2 separate regions of the Zea mays genome follow, and region 2 is linked to region 1. A link is a contact called in public Hi-C data. All regions are on one chromosome and are shown on one strand. The core of a region is the stretch at or near the end of the contact, and the rest is flanking DNA. Distances in the headings are between cores, read along the strand shown. Region 1 holds the start of LOC100279719. Region 2 holds the start of LOC103635470.

Region 1 (4,329 bases), core at 1,060-3,559:
GGTCACTGCCCTACACGTAGCAATCCAGTGAACTGAAGGGATGATAAAAAGATGGCTAATATAGGCCAAGTGTTTGAACTAGGGTAGAAAGAACTCTAGATGCAGGTAACTTTACTTAACCTGACAAGTAAAAATGGATTTTTAAGGATCCACTCATAGTAAGCTTTTCTGCAACAGAGTCTTTGTTTCTTGATAAGTCATACCTTGACTCCCTCAAACCAGCATACCCTTGAGAGTCTTTTCTTTAGTCGGGTAAATCTTGCTGAGTACTTGCATACTTAGGGTTTTATTCCCATTGTTGCTGCAGGTTACGAGTCACTTGATTGTGATTGGTGTTAAGCGCCGGTGGGCACGGTCTTCTTATAAATCTAAGTAACTCTTCTATACTTCTTATTGAGGGTGGTCACTTGAGCTAGCATATATTTCAAAACTACAAATAATTTATAACAGTTCAAAGTTATTCCTTTGAATCACTTTTGTAATCACTCCGATCATGTACATTGTAAAATTTGATGTAACTTGTAAAATTGGGTAATAAGATTTCCGTTGCAAATTTTTGGTGTGTGATTTGTGTTTACTTAATCCTGCGGTCCTGGTTGTAAGTGGTTTATCAGGGGTCCTTGGGACACTCGGACGGATCCTGTTAAGTTATTTGGTGCACATGCATAGCCGCCTAAGGTCTTTGAGACAAGGGCAGATGCATGTGGTCCCAATAACTTGGGAGGTTATGCCACAATAAGTATTTTCGGATATTAATTTTTTAAGATGATGGTCTCTAAAAATATGTATATTTTCAATGATGGTTTATTTTTTAAAAAAAATGCCTCCGAAAATGTATTTCTACGAGCAATTTATAAGCCACCGTGCTTGTTGCTACAATTATGCTAGTTTGATGATAAAGGAATTAGAGAGGATTCAGGGGAGGAAATTCTTAAAGACATATTTGGACGAACCGTAGGGAATTAGAAGGCTAAAATCCTCTCATGTTTAAAATTAAATAGCAAGGAAATTTTAGTCGCTCCATTCTCCTGCCTCCCAAACAAACCCTAAATAGCAAGGGATTTTCTTCCACTCGTTTGGTGACAAGGAAGTTGGAGGAAATCCACGTGGGAGGAAATCACTTACTATTCAATTTATAAAACAAGATATTTTCTCCCTCATGGATCTCCTCCAATTGGCTTGTCACCAACTTAGCCATCTCATCCTCATATTCAAACTCTAATATACAAAGAGTGTTGTATATAGTGCAAAACAGTGTTTTTGGTGACCATCCGCGTATGCCTCTTTTAGAACTAGGAGTAGTGTTAGATAATCATTTTTATGCTAACGGACTTTTGGACATTAAAATTATTTGTACTCACGGTCAACGGTAAGTTTTCATAAGCTTAGGATTCAACTTGTGTTAGTTGTGGCTGAGGGGATAACAAAGGAATATTATTACGAACAATATGAGGTTTGTCTCTTTGTGTTAGGAGTCTGTATAGGCCATCAATTGTCTTAATCTTGTACCGGCCATCAATAAATTAGAAGTTGGCAGTCTAAAGTATAGATGTCCAAACGGGCCACCCGGTACGGACCCGGCCCGAACCCGTTTCGGCCCGGTACGAATAGGGCCGGGCCAGGCACGGCCCGTTGATGCTTCGGGCCGGCTCGGGCTGGCCCACGTGCCTAGGGACATGCCCAAACCCGGCACGCACAGGGAAAAATCGTGCCGGGCCGGCTCGTTGGCCCGGTGGGCCTCAACGGACCGGGCCGGGCACTGGCCCGAACCAACAGTAGAACGGTATATAAATACATATATTTCACGGAATTAATCATATATAATAACATATTATTTATATATATTAAGACAACAAAATATTTATGTATGCATTTTATATTTATGTATGCATTTTATATATGTTTGGCCGCGTATTTAGTATTTACATACTATGAGAGAATTAAATGTATTTACATATTTAGTATTTACATAAATATGCGGGCCGCCGTCGTGCCGACTCATTTATCGGGCCGGGCCGGGCCAAAGCACGCGGGCCGCCGTATGTGCCCATACCCGGCCCGCTAAACGGGCCGTGCCGGCCCGGGCCCGTAACCGACCGTGTCAGGCCGTGTTTGGACCAGGCTAAATTCGTGCCGTGCCACGGGTCAAACGGGCGGCCCGCACTGTTTGGACATCTATAGTCTAAAGGGCTGACCCGTTCCACACAATTGTTTACAGCAAGCTGGCCACACAGTTGTTTACAGCAATCTGGCTGCCTTCTATAAATGGAGCATATCCACCACCAAAGAAACACACACACACACACGACCACTGCAAAATACTAGTAACAATGTCTCAGACAACATATATGGCCCCTGTAGGCACTCTCGGCTTCTCGCTGCCGTTGATCATCCTCTTGGCTTCTCTTTCGGCGCTACTAGCTACTACACCTAACGACGACATGGAAGCGCTGCTCTGCCTCAAGCACCACCTCTCAGCCTCATCAGACCCTACGGGGACACTACCTTCATGGAAGAATGATTCCACGCAGTTCTGCAGTTGGTCCGGCGTGACATGCAGCAAGAGACACTCGTCCCGTGTTGTTGCACTGGACCTTGAGTCACTCGACCTCCATGGCCAAATACCTCCTTGCATCGGCAACCTCACGTTCCTCACAAGGATCCACATGCCAAACAACCAGCTGCAGGGTCAGATCCCGGCTGAGCTTGGCCAGTTAAACCGGCTGCGGTACATTAACCTCAGCTCCAACAATTTTATCAGCGGCGAGATCCCGGAGACTGTCTCATCGTGCCTTGCCTTGCAGGCCATCGATCTTTCGAGGAATTCCCTCAGCGGAAGCATCCCCGAAGGTCTGGGGAGCCTCCTCGGCAACCTCTCGGATTTACGCCTTTCAGGTAACCATCTGACGGGCAGCATTCCAGCTTCACTTGGAAGCAGCTCCTCCCTTGTCTCCGTTGTTCTCAACAACAACAGCCTCACTGGACCCATCCCGTCGCTACTAGCTAACAGTTCGTCGCTCCAACGACTGGGGCTAAGAAACAACCGTCTCAGCGGACTCATTCCCCAGTCGCTGTTTAACAGCACGTCGCTTGAGATGCTAGTGCTTGCAGGGAACAGCTTTGCTGGGCCCATACCTGCTGTCTCAAACACCGTCGTTGACTCGCCGCCGCCGCCCTTGCAGTATCTGATACTGGACTCGAACGATCTAACAGGGCCCTTGCCTTCCACTCTAGGGAACCTCACTTCTCTCCTCTGGCTCACGCTTGGGGGTAACGGTTTTCATGGTAGCATCCCGACGAGCCTGGGTGCACTCGTGAACCTGCAAGTGCTGGACATGACTAACAATGCTTTGTCGGGGACTGTTCCGGCCTCCATCTACAACATGTCAGCGCTCACACACCTCGGCATGGGCATGAACAATCTCACCGGGGAAATCCCAGCTAACGTTGGGTATAGCCTTCCGAGAATCGTGAACCTGATCATGGCTCGAAACAAGTTCACTGGCCAAATCCCTGTTTCGCTGACCAAGGCCACCAATCTCCAGATCATTAATCTCTGGGACAACGCACTTACTGGTACTGTCCCTTTGTTCGGAGCCTTGCCCAACTTAGTCGAGCTGGATCTAACGAAGAACCAGCTCGAAGCTGGCCGGGACTGGTCGTTCTTGACATCCTTGACAAATTGCACGCAGCTGGTGACTCTGTACCTGGACAGAAACACTCTCGGAGGAGTCTTGCCGAAATCCATAGGGGACCTGCCCAGTGGACTGGAGGTGTTGTTTTTAAGTGCGAATGGAATATCTGGCACCATCCCCAATGAGATAGGACGCCTAAAAAACCTCAAGCTTCTTTATCTGGACAGGAACCTCCTTGCTGGAAGTATTCCCTACTCCCTAGGGCATCTTCCGAACATGTTCGCGTTAAACTTAGCGCAGAACAAACTCTCAGGGCAGATTCCAGCCTCTCTCGGTAACCTAAGCCAGCTTAGCGAGCTCTACTTGCAAGAAAACCACTTGAGTGGCCCGATACCAGGTGCTTTAGGACGCTGCAAGAACTTAGACAAGCTGAACCTCTCTTGTAACAGCTTTGGCGGTGGCATACCGGAGGAGCTGTTTACTCTTTCTTCCCTCTCTAACGAACTGGACTTGTCGCACAACCAACTCTCAGGAGAGATACCACTAGAGATCGGCAGCTTCGTCAACCTTGGCCTACTAAATATTTCTAACAACATGCTGGCCGGACGAATACCGTCCACTCTAGGTCAGTGTGTGCATCTCGAGTCCCTCCACATGGAGGGGAACCTACTTGATGGTAGGATCCCACAATCGC
Region 2 (4,329 bases), core at 1,048-3,547, 690 kb before region 1:
ATGATATTCCTCCCTAGTAAAAAAGCAGTCTGCGACGGGCTTATCACCTTTTCAGCAACTGAGGTAAGCCTGTTTGTCAGAACCTTCGTAAAAAATTTGAAACTAATGTTCAACAGACAGATTGACCTGAACTGTTGTATTTGCATAGCCTCCTTACCTTTTGGTAACAAAATAATTATTCCAAAATTGAGGCTAAAAAGTCGTAATTCACCATTGTGAAAGTCAGCGAACATCGCCATTAAATCTTTTTAAGACCTCCCAAAATACCTAGTAAAACTCGGCTAGGAACCTATCAGGACCTAGGCCCTATTATGAGTCATCTGCCAGATCGCGTTTTTAACTTCTTCCTCCGAGAACTCTTATGTTAAGACTTGGTTTTCCAGGGATCTGACTTGCGATATGTCTTCTCGGTGAGTCCAATCCAACTATACAATCGAGTCCTCCAGAGGGCCGAAAAGAAATTTATAATAAGATGTAATATGCTCCCTCAATTTAGTTTCACTTCAGATAATTGTCTCCCCATCCTGCAACTGAAAAATTTGTGTTTTCCTATGTCTCCCATTTGTTACAAGATGAAAGTACTAGGTATTGGCGTCTCCTTGTAATAAATCTCTCGCCTTAGACCTTTGGTACCACTTAATCTCTTCTTCTATGAGCCAATTTGCCAAAGACATGGTGAGACTTGTTTTTAAGTCGATTTCATGTGGTAATAAAGGCGTGTGTTCTGCTTGTTTATCCAAGGCATCTAATTTCTTCAGAATTTCACCTTTCTTTTTCTTGTTGTGACCCCCAATATACTGATATATATATATATATATATATATATATATATATATATATATATATATATATATATATATATATATATATATATATATATATATATATATATGTTTCATATATCATGCACGATTAATTTTTTGGCATTGCACGTCAAGATTTAGCACAAAGCACATAGATTACAGTACACATGATGCCGCAATATGCAAACCACACCCTGGGCTTTAGCCATATTAATATGAAACAAAGCCTCTCTATTCTATACTGCGGCGCTGGTGGCAGCTCGCCTGCTGGTCTTGCCGCCGACGACCGTGGCAAGCGCGTTCCTGACGGCCACCGCGACGCCACACCCCCTGACCACCCGCCTCTCGCAGCACTCACGCTCGGTCCAGAAGCACCGCGGCGTGGCCTCCGCGACGTCGTCGGCGCCGCCGGCCGAGAACGCAGGCCTGTGGTGGCGGCAGGAAGCCCCCACGTGCACGGCGGGCGACGACTGTACGGTGAACACGGGCGACATGGTGGACGACGTGTTGGAACTCGAGGAAGACCAGGAGGAGGAGGAGGAGGAGCACGGCGGCGTCGCCTGGCTGCCGCCGGGCCTCCGGAGGAGGGTGATGCGGGGGAGCACGACGCCAAGGAGGCCGCCATGCCGACGGTTCCTGGAGCGGCCGCCGGCGCTTCCCCTGCCTGCGGCATAGTAGGACGGCGGCGGGGTGAGCGGCGGAAGCACGGCCGCGGAGGGCGAGTCGTTCTTGGGCGTGCCCGGCTGCGACTCCCACAGGAACGGCACCGCGCCGGCCGACGCCATGGAGTAGTACACCCGGAACGACGGCACGGCGAGCTGCGCCGCCGCCTCCTTGGAGAGCATCTTGGCGTGGAGCTTGCTCCCCTGCTTCGCCAACAATCCAGGCTCCGCCTTGCAGCCGGCGCTTGACATGGCGAACATGCACTGCGCACTCACTGGCACTCTGCTCTGCTAGCCCAGAGACAGAGGGAGAGGGAGGGAGGAGGAGAGGAGAGGAGGGACTGCAAGAAAAGGAGGGAAGCACTGCAGTGAAGAGGTAGGTGCCGCTTCAGAGTTGAGAATGAGGAGGCCGTTTGGTGGAGCTCGCCACTCGGAGCCGGATGATTCTGTTGATCAGTTGATCTGTACAAAAGGCTGAGAAGGTGAATTTTATATACCCAGGATCAGCGGTTTGCAGTGAGTGCAGAGACAGGGAGAAGAAGCCGTATGTAGCACCAGCAGTGGCTGTCCACTTGCTGCTCGTCTCTGAATGATCTCTGTCACCTCCACCGCCGGCCTTTATCTGCTCTCTCTCTCCTCCCTCTCCATAGCTGACTTTTGGCGTAGACCAACGAGCATGTGACACGGTAGCATTAGTGGACATAATCAAAAGAGGTTGTCTTGTGGGTGACGAGAGCGAGAGACACAAACCGCGCCTTGCTGGTGTCAGCATATAGAACAAATGCAACTGAGATATTGTCTCTCTGTTTTGTCAACTTGATCACCCAAAGTAAACAGAACATTGAATGTGTTCCCTGTCGTACTTTGTATGTAATGGTTCGTTCACGCAGTTGACGAGTGCAATACAACCACGGCTTTGGAAATCGATAGTTCATATTCTATTTCCCCGCAATAAATCAGACAAGAGCGCTACCAATTATATTTTAAAAATAAATCTAAATCAAGTAAAACAACAGACGTAAAGTAAAGCTAGCAAAGCTAGCAATACAACTTCAACAGGGTTCTTTGGCATTATAATAACACCAACATCGTCGTTCGCTAGTCTGATACTCTGAACGCCATCCCGGCAAAATAGGACTACGAAGTCGTGTTTCCCTTCGCTTTGGCATAACGATGGTGTTGCTCTCAGTCGGACGGTGTTTGATATGATTAAGGTATTCGCTTTTCCATTAGCCCCTGTTGTTGATCTGTGTTCGTTTGCTCCCACTTCGGTACCCGACCGGGCCTCTTCCCCCACTAGATCCCAAGCGCCGCCACCACCAGTTCACCGGCGACGAGACCCTTTTCCTAGCTAACCCCTTGTCTTCAACTTCTACTCCCCAGCGACTGCCATCGTTCTCGACAGCGTCGTCGTCCCCAGTCTATTGACAGACCTCCTCGGTAGCGTCATCGTCGTTGTCCCACCTGTACCGGACCTCCATGTCCGACTCACCTCTAAGGGCGACACCCCCTCTTCTGCTCGAGGGTTCGGCTCTAGCGAAGGTGCTCCATGATACCTTGAACGATCCTTTGTCCGTGTGTCCGACATCGTCCCCAGATTCAAATCTAGTCATCTCCATCGAGGTAATAAAGTGTTGTCTTAGTGTAATGGTAGTGTAAATCCTTCTGTTTTTATGTAATGGCAATTTTTTTTTTGTTTTTTAGGAGTTTCAAATAGATTGGGATACGATAAAATTGAGCCTAGATGGGATGAAAAAGGTCGACAAGAAGTTCCTTTAGAAGAAGGGATGTATGCTAGATTAAAATTTAGGGAGGAGGATGAAAGGGAAGCTAGAGAAGGGCAAGAAGCAAGTATGGGAAGGTCCTCTAGTGTTTATGGTAATGCATGTGTTGATGGTGTAGCTGCATTGCCCTATGAAGACCGCCTACCAGATGAGAGGGTTTTACTATGTGACAGAACAAATCCTATAATGAAGATGGGAAGCTTGTATAAGGATATGAAGAAATTTAGACTTGTTATGAGGCTATATGCAATAAACAATGAATTCGAGTTAGGCATTGAATCAAGTGCGCCCCTTTGGTATAGAGGATACTGTAAAAGGTGGTGACTATCCACAGAGAATTCATGCTAGAATAGAAACACATGAATCAACTACTATCATTGTAAGCTTATGACCATTATCCGTTGAGTTGTAAATGTTAATTCAAGTGCGACTTTAATAAGTACATTTTGATGCAAGTTACACCTATGGTTTATCACCATAGCTGTACCTCAAGCGGTCAAAGAAATACCATGACACCAACAAGTAATTGGGTTGCATCCTTAGCACTTCCTATATGCTTTCGAACAAACCACATATGGGTGCTAAAGAATTACAAACAATCTTACAAGACAAGCACAATTGTACAATTTCTTATGATAATGTATGGAATGGAAAGGAGAAAGCTTTTATCTAAGTTATATGGTTTCTAGGAGGATAACTTCCAGCTTTTATTCAGATGGAGGGAAGCTATCTTGGCGAAAATGTCAGATTCTATTGTTGAGATAGATGTACGTGTCGAGGATGGCAAGGTTTATTTTAGTTGGTTCTTTTGTGATTTTGGACCTTGCCTTCAAGGATTCCGTGAGGGATGAAGACCATACATTAGCATAGACTCAACAACTTTGAATGGCAGGTAGAATGGTCACTTGCCTTCGGCAACTAGTGTGGATGGTCACAATTGGATGTATCCGGTGTCATTCAGGTTTTTTGAGGCTAAAACCAAAGAAAGATGGATTTGGTTTACGGAACAACTATGTAAAGCTGTTGGAGAGTCTGATCCTCTAGTTGTGTGCTCTAATGCTTGCAAAGGATTGACCGCAG

The links. Hi-C and Micro-C count contacts between places; a contact is called where the count stands out from the background.
Region 2: a Hi-C map of ear shows a contact between it and region 1, with 2.0 times the contacts expected there. The contact joins the promoter of LOC103635470 here to the promoter of LOC100279719 in region 1. A contact is called at or near these places in 2 of 25 Hi-C or Micro-C datasets (ear and tassel).

Annotation. Positions count from the first base shown.
Region 1 is chr8:82,819,860-82,824,188 of Zm-B73-REFERENCE-NAM-5.0, reverse strand. It overlaps LOC100279719, which reads left to right and starts at 2,309. Exons shown (of 2, transcript NM_001360991.1): 1 at 2,309-4,329. The coding sequence starts at 2,331.
Region 2 is chr8:83,508,058-83,512,386 of Zm-B73-REFERENCE-NAM-5.0, reverse strand. LOC103635470 reads right to left here and starts at 2,297. Exons shown (of 1, transcript XM_008657914.4): 1 at 901-2,297. The coding sequence starts at 1,726. The coding sequence ends at 1,040.